Linked DNA regions of Mus musculus: all the other regions are linked to region 3. Evidence: chromatin contacts called from public HiChIP or PLAC-seq and promoter capture Hi-C data. All regions are on one chromosome and are shown on one strand. The core of a region is the stretch at or near the end of the contact, and the rest is flanking DNA. Distances in the headings are between cores, read along the strand shown. Region 1 holds the start of Trmu (tRNA 5-methylaminomethyl-2-thiouridylate methyltransferase). Region 2 holds the start of Gramd4 (GRAM domain containing 4). Region 3 holds the start of Atxn10 (ataxin 10). Region 4 holds the start of Gtse1 (G two S phase expressed protein 1).

Region 1 (2,700 bases), core at 133-2,632, 540 kb before region 3:
TTGGCTAGGTTCCCACTGTTATGATAAACACCACGATCAACAGCATCTTGGAGAGGAAAGGATTTATTTGGCCCTAAAGGTCACAGTCTACCATCAGGGGAAGCTGGGGCAGGAACTCAGGTCAGGAACCTGAAGGCAGAATTGAATCATAGGTTATAAAAGAATACTGCTTATGGGCTTGTTTCTTTGGCCTGCTCAGCCTGTTTTCTTATAAAACCTAGGACCACCTGCCCAGAGATAGCATTACTCCTAATGGAACGAGGCTTCCTACACCAATTATTAAGAGAAGGCCCCACTGACTAGCCTACAGGCCAGGGTGATGACAGTTTCTCAGCTGAGGTTCCCTCCTACCAGAGGACCCTAACATGTCACATAGTTTTAATGTGACATAAAAACTAGGCAGCAGTTGATCTCCCTTTAGTAGTAAAAGATAAATCTGTAAGAATGATGCCAACCTTTGCCACTTCCCAAAGCATCTAGTTACACAGTTCTCATTGGAAACCTTCAAAGACTCACACTGCCTACTCAACATTACCCCAAATTCCTTAATACCGTCAGCTTCACTAACCCCACTATATCCTATTCTGGCCGGCACTCTCTCCTCTGCCTCCTGCCTGTGTTACTGCAGCCAGTTCTTTGTAGAGAAATGCTTCCCTCTTCCTTTCTCACCATAGTACACACCTGTATCCTGTGGCTCTTTTACTCTGTCATAACAGCTGTGATTATAAAAGAATCGCTCCTGCTTTCCGATATATCTCACATTGTATAGCTAACCCTTTCAATACATACTGTGCCATTTAATCATTCCAGTCATCCCATATTACGGGTCATCCCATTTTTACTGGGGGGTGCTTAGTTAACTTGCCCAAGCCCAGGCTCCTGGCCCCGCGCCTCTGCACCCCGCGTGCCCCGGGGAAGATGATCCACGGCTGAGGGGGACTCCATTAAAAGCCGCCAAGGTGAATGCGGAGAGGTTGACACAAGGTGGGGCCACACAGCAGGAGGAATGTACACCGGTCGTTGGAATCAGATCCGAACCCTAAGGACCCATGAGGCTACATCTACAAGTCAGGAAGAACTGGTAGCTGTTCGGAGTGAAGTTTGTCATCCAACGAAGGAGAACACTGGAGTGATTTTGTCATTAGAGTTGGCGGTGTCCTCGCCTGGAGGCCCGCGGAGTCTGCAAAAGGCCAGGCCTCAGACCTGGAGGAGCCCAAGCTCCTGTCCCCAGTGAGGAACCCTGGCCTCACCTCTCCGCCGCAACAGCAGCGCCGCCACCGCGCTGTCCACACCGCCAGACAGGGCGCACACGACGTGCCGCAGCGCCGACATCAGGCTACACCGCGAGCTTTCTGGCTGCGTCCAAGCTACGCCGGAAGTCCCAGCCTCCGGGGGACGGGGGGGACGGGGGGGGGGGGCGTCCTCACTCTTCACCCGGCGGGAAACGTGCTCCGCTCACCCAGTGTTCTGCAGGCTTTTGGGTTCCGCGCGGCGGATCGGCCGAGGAGCACTAGGTGGCAGCATGTCCCAGATAGGCCAGCGATGAGTTGGTCGGGTCCGGCTTCTTAGCCACCACTCGCTGCCCTTGCGACGTTTTCTTCTGTGCTCAGCTGGCGCTCCTGGGTCAGCTGCACCAGGAACAGCCTCCGCTCGGGCTTGAGGTCTCAAAGGCGTTCCTGGGCACACACAAGGTCGAGATGCTGTGTCGGCCGCTGGCTCCTCCTGTTTACCCGCTGGAGGGACAGGGCTGTCAACACGTTCTCATTGGATTCTAGATGCTTGCGGGCCTGGCGGGTGCAGAGCCAGTGGAGGACAAAGCATAGTGGACCGTTGCTCAGTAAGGCTTTGCTAGCAGCTCAGTCAACGGGTTGGAGTAGGGGATGGGAGCGTAGTTAACCAGACCCAGACAGTAGCTGGGAAGGATGGGCCACGGAAGACTGGGAGAGTTTGGAGTCGCACCTGTTCATCCTGGTGCCTGTGATTTAAGAGTGTTTGTTTCGTGGGCCATTCTTGGAGGACGAACGAGCACTCTGCGGGGATCAGCTCTAACGAGTGGATGCTTTGGGGACCTCAGGCTGGAGCTGTGGCTCTTCCTGAATTGATTGTGGGGGGCCTCGCACATGACAGATGTTGAGTGGCTGCTGGAAGAAAATAGATACGAGTCCTGGGACAGAAAGAGAGAGAGAGAGAGAGAGAGAAGAGAGAGAGAGAGAGAGAGAGAGAGAGAGAGAGAGAGAGAGAGAGAGAGAGACAAAAGGGCAGGGGGTCATGTCTGTGGAGTGTTCTAGCCTTGAGGACCAGGACCTCCCTTCTTGGGTATGGGCATTTAGTATAGCAAATCTCACTTTTCCTACCAGAACCTATGATAGGGCCAACCACAAAGTAGCAGAAACCAGACAAACCTATGTTAGAATTTTTGTCTACTTGACACAAGCTAGGGGTGGGGGGACATCAATTGAGAAAATGCTTCCATTAGATTGGCCCTTAGACAAGTCTGTGAGATTTGTTGATTGATGTGAGAGCCACACCAGTGCAGGTGATCTTGGGTTGTAAAAGAAGGCAAACTAATCAAGCCATGCGGAGCAAGCCAGTAAGCAGTGTTCCTCCATGGCCTCTGCTTCAGTTCCTGTCAAAATTCCGTCTCTAACTTTCCTTCAGGTTGGTCTGTGATTCGGATGTGCAAACCACATAAATAAACCC
Region 2 (2,700 bases), core at 29-2,528, 720 kb before region 3:
AACTGAGGCAGGGCTGGTTTTGTGACAGTGCCTTGCCCGATCTCACAGAACAGGTATCCGAGATAAACTAACTTCCAACTGTCCTTTATTTCAAACCCTACAGAGCCTGGACCATGACCCCTCCTTCTGAACCTGGCCCTAAAGCAAGCTCCTACCTGGCTGGGGTTCAGCGAAATTGAGGATTGGGGGGGGGAGTGCGTTAAGACTCAGCACCTTTAATTTTGTCCCTAATCTACACAAGGCAAGGCAGGAAGGGAACCCACTCTGAACAAGGTCCCCCCAAACTGAATCTCTCTTATCTCTGAAAATGGGAAGTTCCAAAGAGTACAAGGTTCTGCCTCTGGCCCTAGAAGCCTGCTTCTTACCCTGGCCACGGGTAGGAAGGCCACAGGGGAACCAACATCCAGACTAGTCAGTCCCTCTCCACCCTTCAGAGGTGCTGGTCCCGCTCTGGACAGATGAAGTCTTAGGTTAGGGACTGCCACACAGCACCCCACCTTAACGGTTGTATAAACACATAGGCCTAAGCTCCAGCCCAGGTGCCAACTGTCCCCAGAATCCCATAGGCTAATTCCAAATGAAAGGAAAAGATATAACAGAGAGCAGGGTGTGGAAAGGGAGCAAGCGTCCACAACTTTTCCCCGGGTCATCTGTTGGGCCACACCGGCCTGGACAGCCCTCCTCCTTTTCAGTCCTCCCCCACCACCAAGAGAGTGGGTCAGTAGGACGACATTTGCTGTGCCCTCATCCTGACCCCCCCGCTAGCGGCCTAGGCATGGTGACCCATCTAATGACTCCCCCACATCATAGTTTGGGCCCTGCGTCCCATCGACGTCTGCCTCTCGCCCACCAGGACCCTGACCCGCACAGCGCCCGTGGTACGCGCGAGGGGCGGCCGTGACGCGCGCCCCGGGAGCGTGTGTGCGGGGGCGCGCCCGCGCTGCTCCCCGAAGGGAGGGTCGCTGCTGTGGGCCACCGAGTGAGAGTGTGGGCACACGGGGTCGCGGCCCGGCAGCTAGGACAGAGCGTGGCCAGCGTCGCCCAGGTCCGTGTGGGAGTCCGCGTGCGCGCCGCTTACCCTGCGGGATGATCGGGGCCAACTCTCATCCACCCGCCGCCGCGGCGCCCCCCTGGCCGGCCACCCGGCCGCGCTGCACCTGCCGCCCTCCCGGGAGCCCAGCGGCGCCGGGGAGCGGGGACTACGCGGCCCCGCGGGTGCCGGCCACGAGCGCGGAGGCGGCGCCGCGTCGCGCGCTCACGTCCTGCTGCGCGGAGTCTGCGCGCCCCCCGACCGGGCCTGCGCAAGCCGCCGCCCCGCTCCGCCCCCTCGCCTCCCCGCCCTCCCTGCCCGGTGTGTGCGCGCGCGCGCGCCCGATCACGCGGCGCCGCCTTTGTTTGGGTGACCCACGTGGGTCCTCGCCGCGCGTGCCCACGCGCACGCGTGGCCGCCTGCCAGTCGCAGCCACGGGCACAACCGAGCACAAGGATACACTCCACTGTCACCTCTCTCCCGGCGAACTGGCTTGACGGTTACTGCCAAATGGAGACCCGCGCTTGGTGTAGAAATACTTGTCCTGGCACCGCCAGGCTGGACTCAGAGCACAGCTCCACACTGGGAAAAGGACATGGAACCTCCACCTGGAGGGCAGTGAGCAACTCCTCCCTTCTCTCCCACTCAGTACCTAACCAGGAATGCCACATACCTTTAAATGTCACCGTAGCGATAGGAAGCCTACTTTAGCTCTAGTACTATCTTAAAGGAAAAGAGATCCTCCAGGAGTCACTTCCCCCGTTTTGACTCGCCTTTCAAAAACCAGGGTTGACAAGGACCCAGAAAGATAACTAATGAACCTGGTAAAAGACCACACCCTCCAGAACCCCAGGCCCTAGCCTGGTTGGAGGACTGACCTGCAGCACCGTATGGGGTCTGACCTAGGAGGTCCACTGTAGGGTACGAGGGTGACTGTAGCAAACTCAGCATCAGCAAGTGGAGACAGCACATTAGACCTGTGACCACATGACCCGCTTGCACTGCGGGGCTTTGACGACCTCACCTCCAACCCTCTCAATCCAGAACTGTCCCCCACCTTATTATGTCTCAAGCACCCCAGGAGATTTGAGGAATGCTGAAGGACTCTGAAGCTTTCTGGGGGGTGGGGTGGGTGGGGGCAGGATTCAGGCCCCCTTTTGTCCTCCAGCATTGCCTACCTTCCAGACAGGCCTTTGTCCCAGGGTCTGGGGCTGGCATCCAGAGAGGCTCCTGTAGGTGAGCTCTCTCTCTCTCTGAATGCAGAGTGAGAAGCAATGCCCATGTGTAGCACAACATGAGGTCTGTCCAATGGCTCTTGGCTGGCAGTGTGAGATGCCAGGCTAAGCTGCCTGCAGGGCTTGGTCTTGGCAAGATGAGAGCTACTTTGGGCAGGAACCTCCTCTGAGTCACCTTTGTGCGGCATCCCAGCCCAATGCCACACCAATCTCGCTGGTTCCTCCTACCCCTGGCTTTCCCTGCTTCCTCTCTGTCCTACAGCAAAACCGGACTCTGGTCGTCGCCCCACCCCCACCGCCCCCTGCAAGCACAAGTGCTACTTTCCTGCCTCCAGGATTGCCTAGACCATATCCTCCCTGGGGCGCGGAGGAGGGGGGAGCCTCTCCACTCTGGCCCTACCCAACCTTCCAAGCTAACTCCAAAGTTTCAGCTCC
Region 3 (2,700 bases), core at 7-2,506:
AGATCCACCTGCCTCTGCTTCCTGAATGCTGGAACTGCAGGGCTGAGCCACGTGACATGTCTGGCGGCTACCTATTTTTAGAAAACGTTCCTGTGACCACTGAGCCTACGTGCTTCCCCCACCCCCACCCCCACCGCGTTCTCTGCCCTTTGTCCACACTCTAGGCCTGCTTGTTATCTCTCTACAGGAGAGACCAAGGGCTCCGGGTCCTCTCCCAAGACTTGGTCCAGGGGAGACCATTACTGTTAAGAGAAAACACCAATGGTGTTTAGTACTAAGTGTCAGGCATGGCCTAAGGATGTAACACGCATCGTCTCATTAAACCCTCACTGTCAACTCAACCAAGGAGGTCCCAGCGAACCTTGTTTCCATTAAACAGACAAGGAAACTGCAGCGCAAACCATACCACAAAAATCCATCAGGAACTGACAGCCTCGCACACTTCTGTTTAAACACGTTTATTTCATCTCAGCACTGAAAACAACGCACCACAGCTCCCATTTTGTAAGGCTAGAAACAGAAGGGTTAGAGGCGATGCTGAGCAGATGTCACGAAGCCAGGCCAGCTCTGCAGGCTCCTGGACAGAACGCCCTCTAACCCAGAGGGAGAAGCGAGCCCGAACACGCCTCCCTTCCCTGGCCACCGCCCTCAGGGCCCCGCCAGAGGAGCCGAACCAACAGCTTCCCCGCCGCCGGCTTGGGGACCAGTGTCGCCATCGTCTGCCCCTCTTAGAGCCTGGCCAAACCCTCGTCCCAGAGCAGGCCTAGGCGAGCGCCACAGAGCCACAACCTGAGCGTGGGCCGAGCTGATGGAGCCCGCCGCCCCGCCTCGCTCGCCGCTGCCCAGCCCAGCCCAGTCAAGCCCAGCCCAGCCCAGAGCCCTCCATGGTTCCTCTTCCTCCTTCCTAGGTGGCAGCCCCCGCGCAGTTACCGGTTACGCTGCTCCTTGAAGAGCGCCGTGAGCGCGCGCAAGGCCTCCAGGTCCTGGATGGGTGCGGGCACCATGATGCCCGACAGCCGGGAGGGTGGCATCCTGGGCGCCGCCATCTTGCCACTCGCTCTGGGGCCGAGCCTGACCAGGCGGAGAGCAGAGCGAAGAGAAGTGGGGGAGACAGACGACAGGCGAGGAGATGGAGACGCGGTCTGCACGGCTCTGGCTTCCGCAGCCCGCGTCACCCAGATCCCGTGGTGCTGCAAGGCAGAGAGCGCGAGACTAGCTGGCTTGCCTCAGGCGAAGAGGACAAGGCGACGCGGCAGGGGGAGGGGGAGGGGGCGGGGCGGAAGTCCCGCCTGAGGGGAGGGGGCGCAGCGGAAGTCCTGCTCCTGCGTAGGGTGGGATGGGGGAGGTCTTCGGTCCCCACGGTGGGGAGACGTGGAGTAAAGACCCCGTCAGAGGACAGAATACTGAGATGAAGGGGTCGGGGTGGGGGGGGGGGGGTGGCCTGTAGAGTGTCCTAGAGAATGAGTGTCTTATCAGGGACAGATGCTTTCCATGAGCAAGGGCCACCATTGGTGGGGGTCCACTCATGCAGAGGTTTCCCTCTGGGGAAGAGATACCAGGCCGAAGCAGCGCCCCCAGAATAATGGATGTTGTCCCTAAGGAGACCTGGAAAGGAGGCCCCTGAGAGGAAGAGCAGGGATACAGGCCAGAGGTGTCACCATGGGAGGGGACCTGCAGAGGAGACTTACCCTCAGGGCATGTGTTGCTAGGCCAACCAGTTCTATTGCAGGAAAACCTGAAATGGAGACTCCAGGGGAGGGAATGCGAGGTTGAGGTGTTCCACTGAGGGAGACCTGAATCGGAGATTCCCACATAGGGAAAAGATGCTGGATACCTCAAGCCATGGAGGAAGACCTTGGATAGAGGCTCCTCATGGGAAGGGGACGCTGATCAAAAATGCCCCCTTGGGAAAGAAGTCTTTCCCAAGACTCCAGGAAGGAGGCTTCCCACAGAGAGAAGGCTGAGAAGAAGTACCTCCCTAAGAGGTGTATTCCTTTCTTGTTGCAATATCAAAATATGTGATAGAAGCAATTTTACAAAGGATAGGTTTCTTTTGGCTCACAGGTTGAGAGTACAGGCCCACGTGGTGGGGACTTGTGACACAGGGCTTTAGGCAGCTTGTCACATTGCATCTATTAAGCCAGAAAACAGACAGCTGGCTTTGACTTTTTTTTTTTTTAATCTAGACCATGGAATGCTATCACCCACACTGGGGGCAGATTTCCACACACTAACCTCATCTAGACAGTTCTTCACAAACATGCCCAGAGGGTTGTCTCTGGTGATTCTAGAACCTTGTCAATTAATACTATAGGGGACCCGGGGAAGAGAGTGGGTGCTTATCAGGAATATCCCCATATTGGGGCTGAAGAGCTTGCTCAGACATTAAGAGTACTCTATCTTCCAGGAGACCTGAGTTTATTTCCCAACATGTGTATGTAGGTATCCTAGATTTTTATTACTGTGAAGAGACACCATGACCAAGGCAACTCTTACAAAGAAATTATTTATTTGGGATTAATTCACACAGTTTCAGAGGTTCAGTCCATTATCAGCATGGCAGGAAGCATGGCAGCCTGCGGGCAGACATGGCGCTGGAAGAGCTGAGAATTCTACATCTTGATCCACAGGCAGCCAGAAGGAAACTCTATTCCACAGGCAGCCAGGAGGCTCTCTTCCACACACTGGGCAGAGCCTGAG
Region 4 (2,700 bases), core at 168-2,667, 520 kb before region 3:
GAGGTGCTTCTTATAATGGGCATCACTGTGTTAAGCAGTCTCCTAAGGTGTCAAAGAGGATACATAACCTGATAGGGTGCAAAGGCCCAGTGCTCAGCCCTAAAAGGGAGAAAATAATTGTAAACCCACATCAACCCTCTAAGACTCAGGGGAGCAAAGTTACTTCCCACCACATCTGATGACCTGAGTTCAAGCCCTGGGACCCTCAGGTGCTTGCACACCTTGGTTACCACCCCCAAACACACACATACACATACACACACACACACACACACACACACACACAAACCAAGTCATCGTAAAGATTCCTCCTCCCCTCTTTTAGACAGGGTTTCACTGTGTAGGTTTACAAAGAGAACTAACTGTTCTGGAACTCACTCTGTCGACCAGGCTAGGCTAGCCTTGAAATAAAACTCAAGAGATCTGCCTGCCTCTGCAGTTGGGGCATTAAAGGCGTGTGCAGCCACCACGTAGCAAGTCTTGCTTTTCAAAGAATTTGCCAGCACTCAGAAGGCTTCCGAAGGTGGCTCTCGATGAATTCAAGGCCAGCCTGGACTACAGAGTGAGTTCCGGGTTACAAAGTGAGGGCTCAAAAAAACAAGCAAGAAAGGAAAAGCAAACAAAGTAAGTCAGTGGAGGAGAAAAGAATGAACCACAGGGGAATGGGTGGAGTGAGGGACTCTGCGCTCAGTGCAAGAGAAAGCTGTTGCCATTTTGATAGCACAGCAACTGTGATTAACCACAGGAGACCCTCACAAGATTAAGACCCCCACTTAAAGCCCTTCTGGAAGTGGGGGGAGGCCCCTCTTAAGATTACATAAGTGGTTTTAAAAAGTGGGTGGGGATGTTGTAGGGGCTTCTTTGGTGGTGGAGCTATGAATTGCTAATGTCCTTGTAAGTAACTTCAGTTAAATTTATTTGCTTATCAATCCAGACTTCGTTTCTTTGATCTGTTGTAGCCCTCTCTATTTTGTTTGGGGTGAAAAGGAATACACTCCAGAACAGCCTTACGAACAGAAAGGACTTACCTTCTTTTTTACTACCAGCATCCATCTTCACCTCTCTCTCCACTGGTTGGCCGAAGGCACGTCGCGGCCGTCTCCTCCTTCCACAGAGTTCGCTGCAGGAAGCAAGGGGACGGGAGAATTAGGCAAGTCAGAGGCAAGCCCCAACTTGCTCCCGGTTTCCCAGACTGTGCGCCCCGAGGCGGGGTAACGGATTTCCGGCTCTGAGCTGCAGAGCTGGCACCGCAGCCCGTCCTCCCCGGATCTCTGCGGCTCGGGACCCGGTTCCCCACTCTCCGGGACCAGCGCTACGACCACTCCTTACCCCTCGCCTCTGACCGGGAAGGCATAAAATCCAGCTGGGTCTCCGGCACCGGTTTAAACGCGGCGCCCGGCTCCGCCGGCCGCCGATTGGCCTGTTTAAACAGGAGACGCTCTCGGTGCAGCCTGGGAAATGTAGTCAGAGTGCTGATGTACAAGACCAATGCCCAAGACTCCAAGCCACGGATTGGCTCCGCTGGGCGCAGGAAACTCCCACCGGAAGTTCCCATGACTCTCCTCCTCCGGAGACACAGAAAGGATTTAAGCGTTCCGCCTGTGGCTGTGCTAGCAAAAGGGACCGAGGCGGTGATGGTGGGGCATAGGAGATGGTCAGGCAGCTAGGAAGGAATTTGTCCCGACTCTCTCCGGTGCTTGTCCTGGTATCTCCAGTATTTCTCATGCGTCCGGGTACTCTCTGCAGCCTAAGGCCTCTCTCCTGTACTCTGGTGTGCAGGCCCTCCCTTTTCCCTCAAATGCAGAAGAGTGACAGAGCCGGTCTTAGCACTTCTTTGCTGCCAATATGTTAGATGCCTTTGGATAGCAATGAGCAGGAAACTGGCTTCAAGGTCTGTTGGTTCAAGGAAGTCCAGGGTTGGCCTGGATAGCCATCAAGAAGGCCATCAAGTCTGGATGTCGTCTCTACACATCGGCCAGGTCTGGCTCACTAGTAGGCAAGCTGGCTTCGTCGGACCCAAGGTTCCCACCGGCTGGGGATGGTGACCGGTTCTGTGTATCTGGAATTTTAAGGGCCAGGCTTTTCTGATTCACACCGGGGGCGGGAGGGGGGGGCGCAAGACCACGGTGGCAGTCACATCTGTGGTCCAAGCCTTTAGCTCCTGTGCATGAAATCCCTGCATCCCTGGGGCTATCCACTGGGCAGTAAAGTTCACCAACACTTCTCTTTGTATCATATCAGGTCATAGTAGATGTTCAGGAAAGCATACCCATAGTAACTCACTGCTATTTACATTTTCTCTTGGCTTTAAAAATATTTTTATTTTATTTTTTTTGCCGACGTGTGCGTATGTACAGGTATGCAAGTGCCTACAGAGGCCAGAAGAGAGTGTCAGGTCCCTTGAGGCTAGATTTACAGGCTCTACGTGGGCGCTAGGTACTGATCTCTGGTCATCTGGAAGAACGGCAAGTGCTCAGCCATGGAGCCATCTCTCCAGACGCATACACATTTCCCTTTAAGATCAGTCGCCTGTCCCTGGCAGATGCATGCCTTCTTTCATGAAAGCCTACACATACCAGCTTTTACAGACAAGGCATTCAATGGAAGCCATTGAATACCAGAGATCACAGCACAAAGTGGTTCAATAGCAAGGGCAAGTGCCAAGGGCTATGGGGCAAAGAGAAGGCACTGTCACCAGCC

Evidence for each region. Promoter capture Hi-C pulls out the DNA fragments that hold promoters and counts their contacts. HiChIP or PLAC-seq counts read pairs in DNA pulled down with a chosen protein or histone mark.
Region 1: a contact with region 3 is called in an H3K4me3 HiChIP or PLAC-seq map of bone marrow-derived macrophages, with 4 times the contacts expected there. The contact joins the promoter of Trmu here to the promoter of Atxn10 in region 3. A contact is called at or near these places in 3 of 39 promoter capture datasets (cranial neural crest, embryonic stem cells and liver), 1 of 484 Hi-C or Micro-C datasets (LSK cells) and 2 of 115 datasets of contacts at active chromatin or transcription factors (bone marrow-derived macrophages and pancreatic cancer cells).
Region 2: a FOXA1 HiChIP or PLAC-seq map of pancreatic cancer cells shows a contact between it and region 3. The contact joins the promoter of Gramd4 here to the promoter of Atxn10 in region 3. A contact is called at or near these places in 1 of 484 Hi-C or Micro-C datasets (cortical neurons) and 1 of 115 datasets of contacts at active chromatin or transcription factors (pancreatic cancer cells).
Region 4: a contact with region 3 is called in a promoter capture Hi-C map of neural stem cells. The contact joins the promoter of Gtse1 here to the promoter of Atxn10 in region 3. A contact is called at or near these places in 4 of 39 promoter capture datasets (cranial neural crest, embryonic stem cells, liver and 1 more), 2 of 484 Hi-C or Micro-C datasets (CD4 T cells and LSK cells), 4 of 115 datasets of contacts at active chromatin or transcription factors (embryonic stem cells, large pre-B cells and pancreatic cancer cells) and 2 of 9 other capture datasets (adipose tissue and liver).

Annotation. Positions count from the first base shown.
Region 1 is chr15:85,878,009-85,880,708 of GRCm38.p6, reverse strand. It overlaps Trmu (tRNA 5-methylaminomethyl-2-thiouridylate methyltransferase), which reads right to left and starts at 1,382. Exons shown (of 11, transcript NM_028063.2): 1 at 1,251-1,382. The coding sequence starts at 1,332.
Region 2 is chr15:86,057,340-86,060,039 of GRCm38.p6, reverse strand. Gramd4 (GRAM domain containing 4) reads right to left here and starts at 1,278. Exons shown (of 19, transcript NM_001379572.1): 1 at 1,079-1,278. The coding sequence starts at 1,107. It overlaps Gm41375 (a long non-coding RNA gene), which reads left to right and starts at 1,424. Exons shown (of 3, transcript XR_875536.2): 1 at 1,424-1,648.
Region 3 is chr15:85,334,811-85,337,510 of GRCm38.p6, reverse strand. It overlaps Atxn10 (ataxin 10), which reads right to left and starts at 1,256. Exons shown (of 12, transcript NM_016843.4): 1 at 931-1,256. The coding sequence starts at 1,046.
Region 4 is chr15:85,858,424-85,861,123 of GRCm38.p6, reverse strand. It overlaps Gtse1 (G two S phase expressed protein 1), which reads right to left and starts at 1,417. Exons shown (of 12, transcript NM_001168672.1): 1 at 1,330-1,417; 2 at 1,029-1,120. The coding sequence starts at 1,053. It overlaps Ttc38 (tetratricopeptide repeat domain 38), which reads right to left. Exons shown (of 14, transcript NM_001033337.4): 14 at 2,302-2,700.